Regions from separate parts of the Zeugodacus cucurbitae genome. Here region 1 is linked to region 2. A link is a contact called in public Hi-C data. All regions are on one chromosome and are shown on one strand. Each heading gives the region's core, a stretch centred on a gene start, on an enhancer-like site or on the middle of the called end of the contact. The rest is flanking DNA. Distances are from core to core; before and after follow the strand shown.

The links. Hi-C and Micro-C count contacts between places; a contact is called where the count stands out from the background.
Region 1: a contact with region 2 is called in a Hi-C map of whole body, with 7 times the contacts expected there. The contact joins the promoter of LOC112694738 here to the promoter of LOC105211165 in region 2. A contact is called at or near these places in 2 of 2 Hi-C or Micro-C datasets (both in whole body).

Annotation. Positions count from the first base shown.
Region 1 is chr4:64,223,941-64,227,785 of idZeuCucr1.2, reverse strand. It overlaps LOC112694738 (cytochrome P450 4d8-like), which reads left to right and starts at 1,468. Exons shown (of 5, transcript NM_001364884.1): 1 at 1,468-1,824; 2 at 2,554-3,004; 3 at 3,068-3,654; 4 at 3,712-3,845. The coding sequence starts at 1,668. LOC105211129 (cytochrome P450 4d8-like) reads left to right here. Exons shown (of 6, transcript NM_001364883.1): 6 at 1-585. The coding sequence ends at 340.
Region 2 is chr4:63,986,436-63,990,578 of idZeuCucr1.2, reverse strand. LOC105211165 (putative mediator of RNA polymerase II transcription subunit 26) reads right to left here and starts at 2,068. Exons shown (of 11, transcript XM_029039518.2): 1 at 1,435-2,068.

The sequences.
Region 1 (3,845 bases), core at 219-2,718, 240 kb before region 2:
TTCACAAATTGGTGATGGTGTCATACCCGCGGGCACTGAAGTGCTTATCGTGCTTTTTGGCATGTTGCGACAGGCGCGTTATTTTGAGCGCCCCGATGACTTTGTGCCCGAACGTCATTTGAATAATGAGTGCGCTAGTGCATTCCTCTTCATACCTTTCAGTGCTGGCCCTCGTAATTGCATCGGTCAGAAATTCGCCATGCTGGAGATGAAGATGATCATTGCCAAGATCGTGCGCGAATATGAGCTGTTGCCTTTCGGTGAGCCTGTGCAACCTGAAATAAATATTGTTATGCGCTCAGCGACTGGATTTCAGCTGGGTATGAGGAAGAGAGACTGAAGGTTGGGTAGCGATCTATATGGTGTTTGGTTGTTTCATATTTAGAATATTGCTTATTTTGTATGGGAGTGATTAAATATAGTGTGGGTAGAAATGTGTCTATTTTGTTTCTTTATTGATAGTTTTATAAAATTTGGGATCAGCATAATAAAGAAAACGTATATAATATTTATATAGTTTAATAAAGACTGCTGTTTTCAAAAGAGAGGTGGTTGAAGACAATACTTCGTAAACCTGTATTGGGAAATTTTAATAATGACTCAATGTTTCTTCAATAAACTTGTCGAAATCAACCTTAAAGCACTGTAATTCTTAGTTCTTATTATCCATAACACACTGTATTTACATATAATGAAGTCTATAGCTCACACTCTATTTGGTTTTTTCAACTTTTGGCGCGTAACGGGTTAAAAAGTCATTAGTGTGTCATTTAACTGCGCAAACTTTTAGTTCAAGCTATGGAGCTCCGCTCTACGCCGGCTATACGCTTGCGAAATCCACTTCCGTAAATTAACGCTAATGGACGCAGTTAAAATGCGACTCACTTATTGTTGTTGTTGCTGCCGTTGTTGACCCGCTGAAGCTGTGTTGCTCACGCTGTTCCACTTGTTTTTCAGCCACAAGCGTACAAATTTGCTTTGACGCTCTCTCAACTCAAGTCATTTACATGGCAATTGCGGTTGTCTCGCTCGTGCACGCTCTCACACACATTACCGCTAATCTACGAACACAATCGGTTGTTGGTGAGATCAACAAATAAACAAAATCGCTGAACCAAAACAAACACAAGACACTGGCGCTAGAGATTATTCAATACCTGTGTATAGCTTCTTACATATATACACATTTCTTTGGACCCAAACAAGTAATTTGTCAGTGTTGGTAAAAAAAGCACATCTTTATTGACGGCATTGTTAAGTTTATTGTGTTTTGGTAATAAAGCTGTTGACTCTCGAGTGATCGCTAGCAAATTTTTATGAATTAACACAATTCAATACGCGGATAAAGATCAGCGCAAAAACAAAATTCCATTCCATACGCAGCAAATAGCGGTGCATGGGGCGCTCAGGTGTGGCGTAGTCGAAATAATTGGAGTGGAAGCCGCATTGCGACAGCAGCCGTCGACTGCGCAGTCGTGGCGCGGACGCTCGTGCGCATAGGCCTCACAGTCTCCAGTCGAATAGCAACAGCAAGAGTAAGAGCAGCAGCCGCTGGCTTTCGGTTGTGCTGCACTTCAGCTTTGTTTTGCATCTTTCGGCGTTGGTTACTTTCAATTTTCAGTTTTCAGTTTGTTTGTTTCGGTCACTTCGACGTGTCGTGTTGCAATATGATCGTTATTTGCATATTCATTTCGTTGACAATCGTTTCGGCGCTGAATTATGTGAAGACGCGTAGGAAACGTGCGCTCATCACGAATCTAAGTGGTCCCTTGGCTTTGCCGCTAATCGGTTCGGTGCAGAAGTTCTTATTGCTGACGCCAAGAAGTGAGTTTTGTGTTGTTTTTGCTGGTAAAAGTGTTGTTGTATAAGCCAAGTTACCAAATTAAGTGTTCGAAAGTGTTGTAAGAAATCGCAAAAACCCTTTCTCGTGAAAAATGTAAACGACGACTCATTGGACTGGAATGGGTCTTCTAAAAAATTCAGCAATAACGGTCTGAATTCATAGAATAGCGTCTAAGAGCTTCTAAAAAAGTTTCATAATATTGGTGATACACGTCTATATAGTCAGATCCATGACTATCATTCGGTGGTCCTAGAGCTCCCGGTAGAAGTTCTCACTTAGATGAAATCTTCGCGACTTTTTAGTCTCGTAAAATGGTTAATCCTTCGTTGAGATCTTAGAACTGCGCCGGGATGTGATCCATGCATCCAACAAAAAATGCCACCTTTGGGTCCTTCTATCTTATAATATTTTCGAAGTTCAACTTCATTGGATTCCAAACTCAGTATGTAATTAGTATCTACCTCATATTTTTATGCTCAAACTTTCGGAACCTTTTAAAGGGTATTAATATACGCTAAAATAATCGGATTCCTTTTTTACGAAATCAGTATCATTTGAAATGAAATAAAATTGGACCTTCATAATATCCTAACTTTCCAAGAGGTTTTATCAAACTGTATTGAAATATTGAAGTCAGCACTCTTAACCTCCTCCGGTATTGAAATCCAACAGTAATATTCACTTAATAAATGAAAGTGAAATTTTCACAGATTTTCTCGTCAAGTCACGCAATTATCTCAACAAGTTCGGCACGCTCTCGCGCTGTTGGGTCTTCGATCGGCTATTCATACTCACCGCCGACTCAGAGTTTGTCACACAGCTGCTGCACAGCGCAGATCATTTGAATACGGGCTACAACAATCTGTTGCAACCGGTCTACGGTGTTGGACTGTTGCGACGAGATGCCGACGAATGGCAACAGCAGCGACAACTGATCGCGCATGCGTTGCGTCCACAGATGCTGACGGACTTTGTGGAGATATTTGCAGCAAAAGCACAGTTATTGGTGGAGCGCCTACGCGAAGAAAGCGATGGTAAAAGCAGCTTCGATATACAACCGTATGTGCAGAGAGCGGTGCACGATATGCTCATTGCAACTGCAGTGGGCGTGGAGAGCAAAGCGCAGTGTGCGCCAGCGCAGTATGCACAAGCTGTGTCGGCGTAAGTTGGGGAAACTGTTAAATTAATTTTGTGGCAATTGTATTGTCTTTAATTTTATTTTAGGCTCATTGAGCTCTTCAAGTCGCGCTTTCTTAGTCTACACTCCGCGAATGCCGCAATCTATAGCATACTTTGTCCGCTGAAGAAACGTCGCCAGCAGCGTCTATTGAAGACGCTCAATCGCATAAATAACGAATTGATTTTGGAGCAACGCGCTGTCGCTACAACAACACCGTCAGCTGATAAGTCGTATGGCGCGGTTTACACAATCCAAGTGCATGAGTCACCCAGCGAAACTGAGCCACTGCGGCTTGGCACACTTTTGAAACAGCTGCTCGCTGCAGAAATAGCCGGTGAGCCACTGAGCAACGCAGAGATCAGCGATGAGCTGAATACCTTCATATTTCAAGGTTGCCTGCTAACACCGGCGGCAATCTCTTTTGCGCTTGTCGCGATCTCACGACATCCGAGCGTACAACAAAAAGTACTCGATGAATTGCGTAGCGTGTGGCCGAAGGGTACGCCGTGCACTTGTACACTGGAGAATTTACAGAAGCTGAAATATTTGGACTGCGTTATACAGGAAACGCTAAGACTATACCCGCCACAGCCGATTATAGCGCGCGATCTCAAGAAGAACTTCAGCTACAGTAAGCTTTATATACTTTCAGAAAGGGATTATTAAACTATACACCTTTCCATTACAGCCCACTCAAAGGTCAAAGACGGCGTTTTACCCGCTGAATCGGAGATCTATATAAATATATTTGAAATACTGCGTCAACCGGAAAACTTCGCAGATCCCGCCTGCTTCCGCCCCGAGCGGTTTAATACCGCTGAA
Region 2 (4,143 bases), core at 819-3,318:
GAATTGGGTGCATTTTCGAACTAGACTATAGTTTTTGTGAGAAAATTTTTTAGAACTCTATACCCAATAAACATGGTTGGCTGATACATCGAATTTTTTTCAAGAGATTTACATACTTAGCCCAAAAATATATAGGTCCACGCTCACTTTTTTAATATTATAACTTATATTCGAATTATTCTCTCTAAAACATTCAGAGAAACAGTTTTTAACAGCTCTGATTAAAAATTTTAAAAATATTGGGGTTAGAGTCCTATAATTTTTGGCCTAAATCACTGCACTTTGAGCACCAATATCATGAAGTTAAGTACACTGAAAAAAGTTAATTACATTAATATTTTGCAGAACAGATTTTTCATCTTCAGACGCCTTGTAATGCAATTTCGTTGGTACCGATATCGCAAATGGCCCCTACTCTTATCGAAAATTTCAATTAAATTAAAAGACTTCTTAGGACAGTCCCAATTTTGTCATCACTTTTAACTCAAGAACACTCATATCTCATGTGACAGATAAAAAAATACTTTTTTTTGCAGAGTTAAATGAAAATATTTTAGAAATTAAACACAGTCCAGTATGTTTTTTTGGATCATATTTCTACAATTCACTATGTGAATGGATGTCACACAAATAAAATAAAAAAATATTTTTCGAGGCTTTTGAAAATTTGATAACTTCTTTCTTCGAAGTATACCTTTTGGCGCAAACTGTTTTGAACCCTATAAACCCTATATGTGTTCAATATATTAAGCCTGAATTTTATTTTTTTTTTCTTAAAATTGATGTTTTTGTTTATAGAAAATGTTAAATTAAACTAAATTTCTACTTAATATATTATTTTGCATTTAACTCAAAAGATTAACCAGCTGCCTGGGTTTACTTTCGGCTAGAATCTTACTAGTAATGAGTATTGAGTGTTTTAAGTAAATATATATTGGAAATTAAATTAGCTTCCAAAAGCTATCTAGAGCTATCTATTTGGGATATATGAACGAAGAATTGATTTTGTCATTAACTGAAAAAGGTGAAATCCCAAAATCAAGTTTCAAAACCGAAATAGTTTTATATAATCTGTATTATAACAAATCTCAGGTTTTCTTATTTTAACGTCAGAGTAGTATCAGAAGAATAAAGCGACTGCATTATGGTTTTATTTTATCTAGCTTATTTTTTTTAGTTTACAAAACCCTTAAGTTTTATAACAAATTAGCACTCGAACTTTAGTAGGATATACAAACTCCAATTTATTGGGTCTCAACGACCGATCTGTTGAGTACAGCGTTCTTTGAAAATTTATAGAAATACTTTTATATTCCAAAACTGTTATTGAAAAACGTTTTCAGCAATTATTTTTCTTTTTATATCAACGGTTTTGTTGTAAACTTTGATAAGAATATTATTTCAAAAATATTTCTCTGTTATAAATCAACTTACCAATAATTGCTATGCACACTCACACAAAAATATATATTTCTAAAATATTTAGTATTTATATTACAATTTTGTTTGTATTACTAATTTATTTATATAAATTTTTACACAAAAATCACTACAACACACTTCACTATAATATTTATTCACCGCAAATTGTTCAATAACAACGATCTTTTACGATCATCGCTTGCGCATTTATAAACTCTCTTTGATTGCAAAAAATATTTGTTTTAATATTCTCAATGAATTCCTTAAATTCACTTTACAAACAGTTTCACTTTATGTGTTTTCACATTAAATTCGCATCATCGGAATCGTAAAAATCATATTCGTATTTACAATTTACAGATTTGAAATTCCTCAAAACACGTATACTTCACGCGTATTTGCCTTCCTGCTGCGCTAAATTCTAAGTTGATGCGCGAATAATCGGATGGCGCAATAAACTGAAAAACACGCGAAGGCCGTTTCTGAGTAGCTCGCACGAAAACACGTCTAAACGCACGGAAAAGTCGTTACCAACTGAATCGTACGATTGCCGTTACATTGCACGAAATGCCGAATGGGCCGCCCAAGCACAAATGACAGCGCACGACGGCGCTGAATAGCAAGCCATGATGGTGAACAGCGAAAAAACGGAAAAGACGAAAGGCAACAGCGAACAGCCGTCAAATGCCAACCAACAGCCGGCCGACCATTCTCAACTCGAGTATTGCTGTGGAGTGCAGCAAGTAACGGTACTATGGGAGAGCATGCATCTCAGCAAACTTAAGAGCACACTCACGTGCACAGTTTTCATTTGTTTACAGTGGTGTATTTAGGCGTTGAGAAGATGTTGCCGGATGTTAAATGTTTATGAATTAGAATATTAAATGATTTTATAGAAGTTTCTAAGGATTCTTCAGACACGAGACGAAATTAATGAATCAAGAGAATTACTGTATTTGAGAGAACTGCAGGATTGGAGCGCAGTGGAAGTAATTAAGGGACTAATTAGGTTTATTGAATCCTAAATGTATGCTACATTTATTTAAATTCATTGCAATTCTTCTCAAAATACTTGTCATCGCAATCGATTTCGTATTTTAGAAGTCTATTATTTTTTTATCCAAAATTGAGAAACTATTATTTTTTCAAATCAGTATTATTGATGGACTACTCACCCTAAAGGTAGGCAACGATTTATGAAATTAATTTCAAAGGGCCTTAAAATCACTTTCTTAGTTGTCTGTCCGTGTAAAGATTCACTCTCAATTGAATAAAAATTAATTTAAAATATACAAAAAATTTTGGGCTATCTGGCAACCTCTCAAAATAAACCATTTCTAGCACGTGTGCCGTTTGTTACGCCAAAAATTCACTTCTCCGACTTTCTTCACCGGCATGTAAACAAATGTTACTTAACATACACTGTTAAATTAACATATTGTTAAAACAGCCGGCTAACAGCAACTTGCGCTCTCATTTAACACACTCGCATGAAGTTAACATTTGTTGTTGCTTGTGCAAACAGTATTAGACATTTCACTTTACTTTTTTTGTTGGCCAAATGCCACCACTTTCGCGTCTGTCGCACACAACATTGTTGTTGTAGGTTTTTTGTATTTGTTTGCCTTTTGGATTTTGGTGGTGGCTCTTAAATTGTGTGGCTAGCGCTTTGCATGTGTGTTTGTCGGTGTATGTACACAGGCGTGTTGGTGTGTTTAAAGCTTTATTGTTGTGTTGGTATCCTGCTGGTGGTGTGCGTGTCGGCTTCGCTTGTAATTGGCGGGAAATAGAATGTAAACATTGCAGACTTTCGGCTGCACAATGTCGCTATACGCAATGTTGCTAGCAGCGAGAATGTTCCGCAATATTTGCGCTTAGTGGAATGCATTTGGATATGTTGATTGAAAATTCATTTTTTTTTTGAAAATTTCTAGAGGATAAATTTTAAGAATGTTAAGTTTTAAGATAATATTGACGCGATCAAACAATAATATTTTGGTATGCGTTTTTCTCCAGCTGCGTACGAATTTATTTGTAGAATAGAAAAATCTTGGAATAAGTTATTTATAAAATTGTAAATCTTGGTGAAAGAGTCAGCCACTTAGCACAATATTTATCAAATACTTTTCAGACTGAAAACAAACATGTAATAATACTTTTCTATGGAAATTTATATGTTTCCATTTAAAATTTATTTACTTTATAAATACCCTGCGGGAAAATTTGAAGTTAACATATAAACATTGAGAAGTACTGTATATTAATGAAAAAGTATTAAAGAAAAAACTTAACTCAATAATTAAAAATTAATTAAGGACCACAGAAGAAATTACTCAAATTCTAAATTATTCTTCGTTGTTGATGCAAAATTACCTATTCTATGTCCTTAAGCATAGTTTCAGGCTTCCCGATTATTGCAGCGTTTTTCAAGCGGTAGTGGCTGCTATTAAGGCAGCGACGGATATATTGCTTCGATGCACACCAACCTTTAGGAAGGTGACGATCCACTCGGATCTTAGTTCACTGACTATGCGCTCAAGGTTGGTTAGGGAATGCCTATTCTCACTGTCGGTGGCATCGTTATACTATTCAATTAGATTAGTCTGGGTTCCTCGCTTACAAGGTGAGGAACGTCAGACTCACTATTAGAAGCACGGAAGCATGTAGGAACACCGTTGTCCTATTGCGGGTGAGTTGGGCAGGCGCTGGACAGTCAGTGGC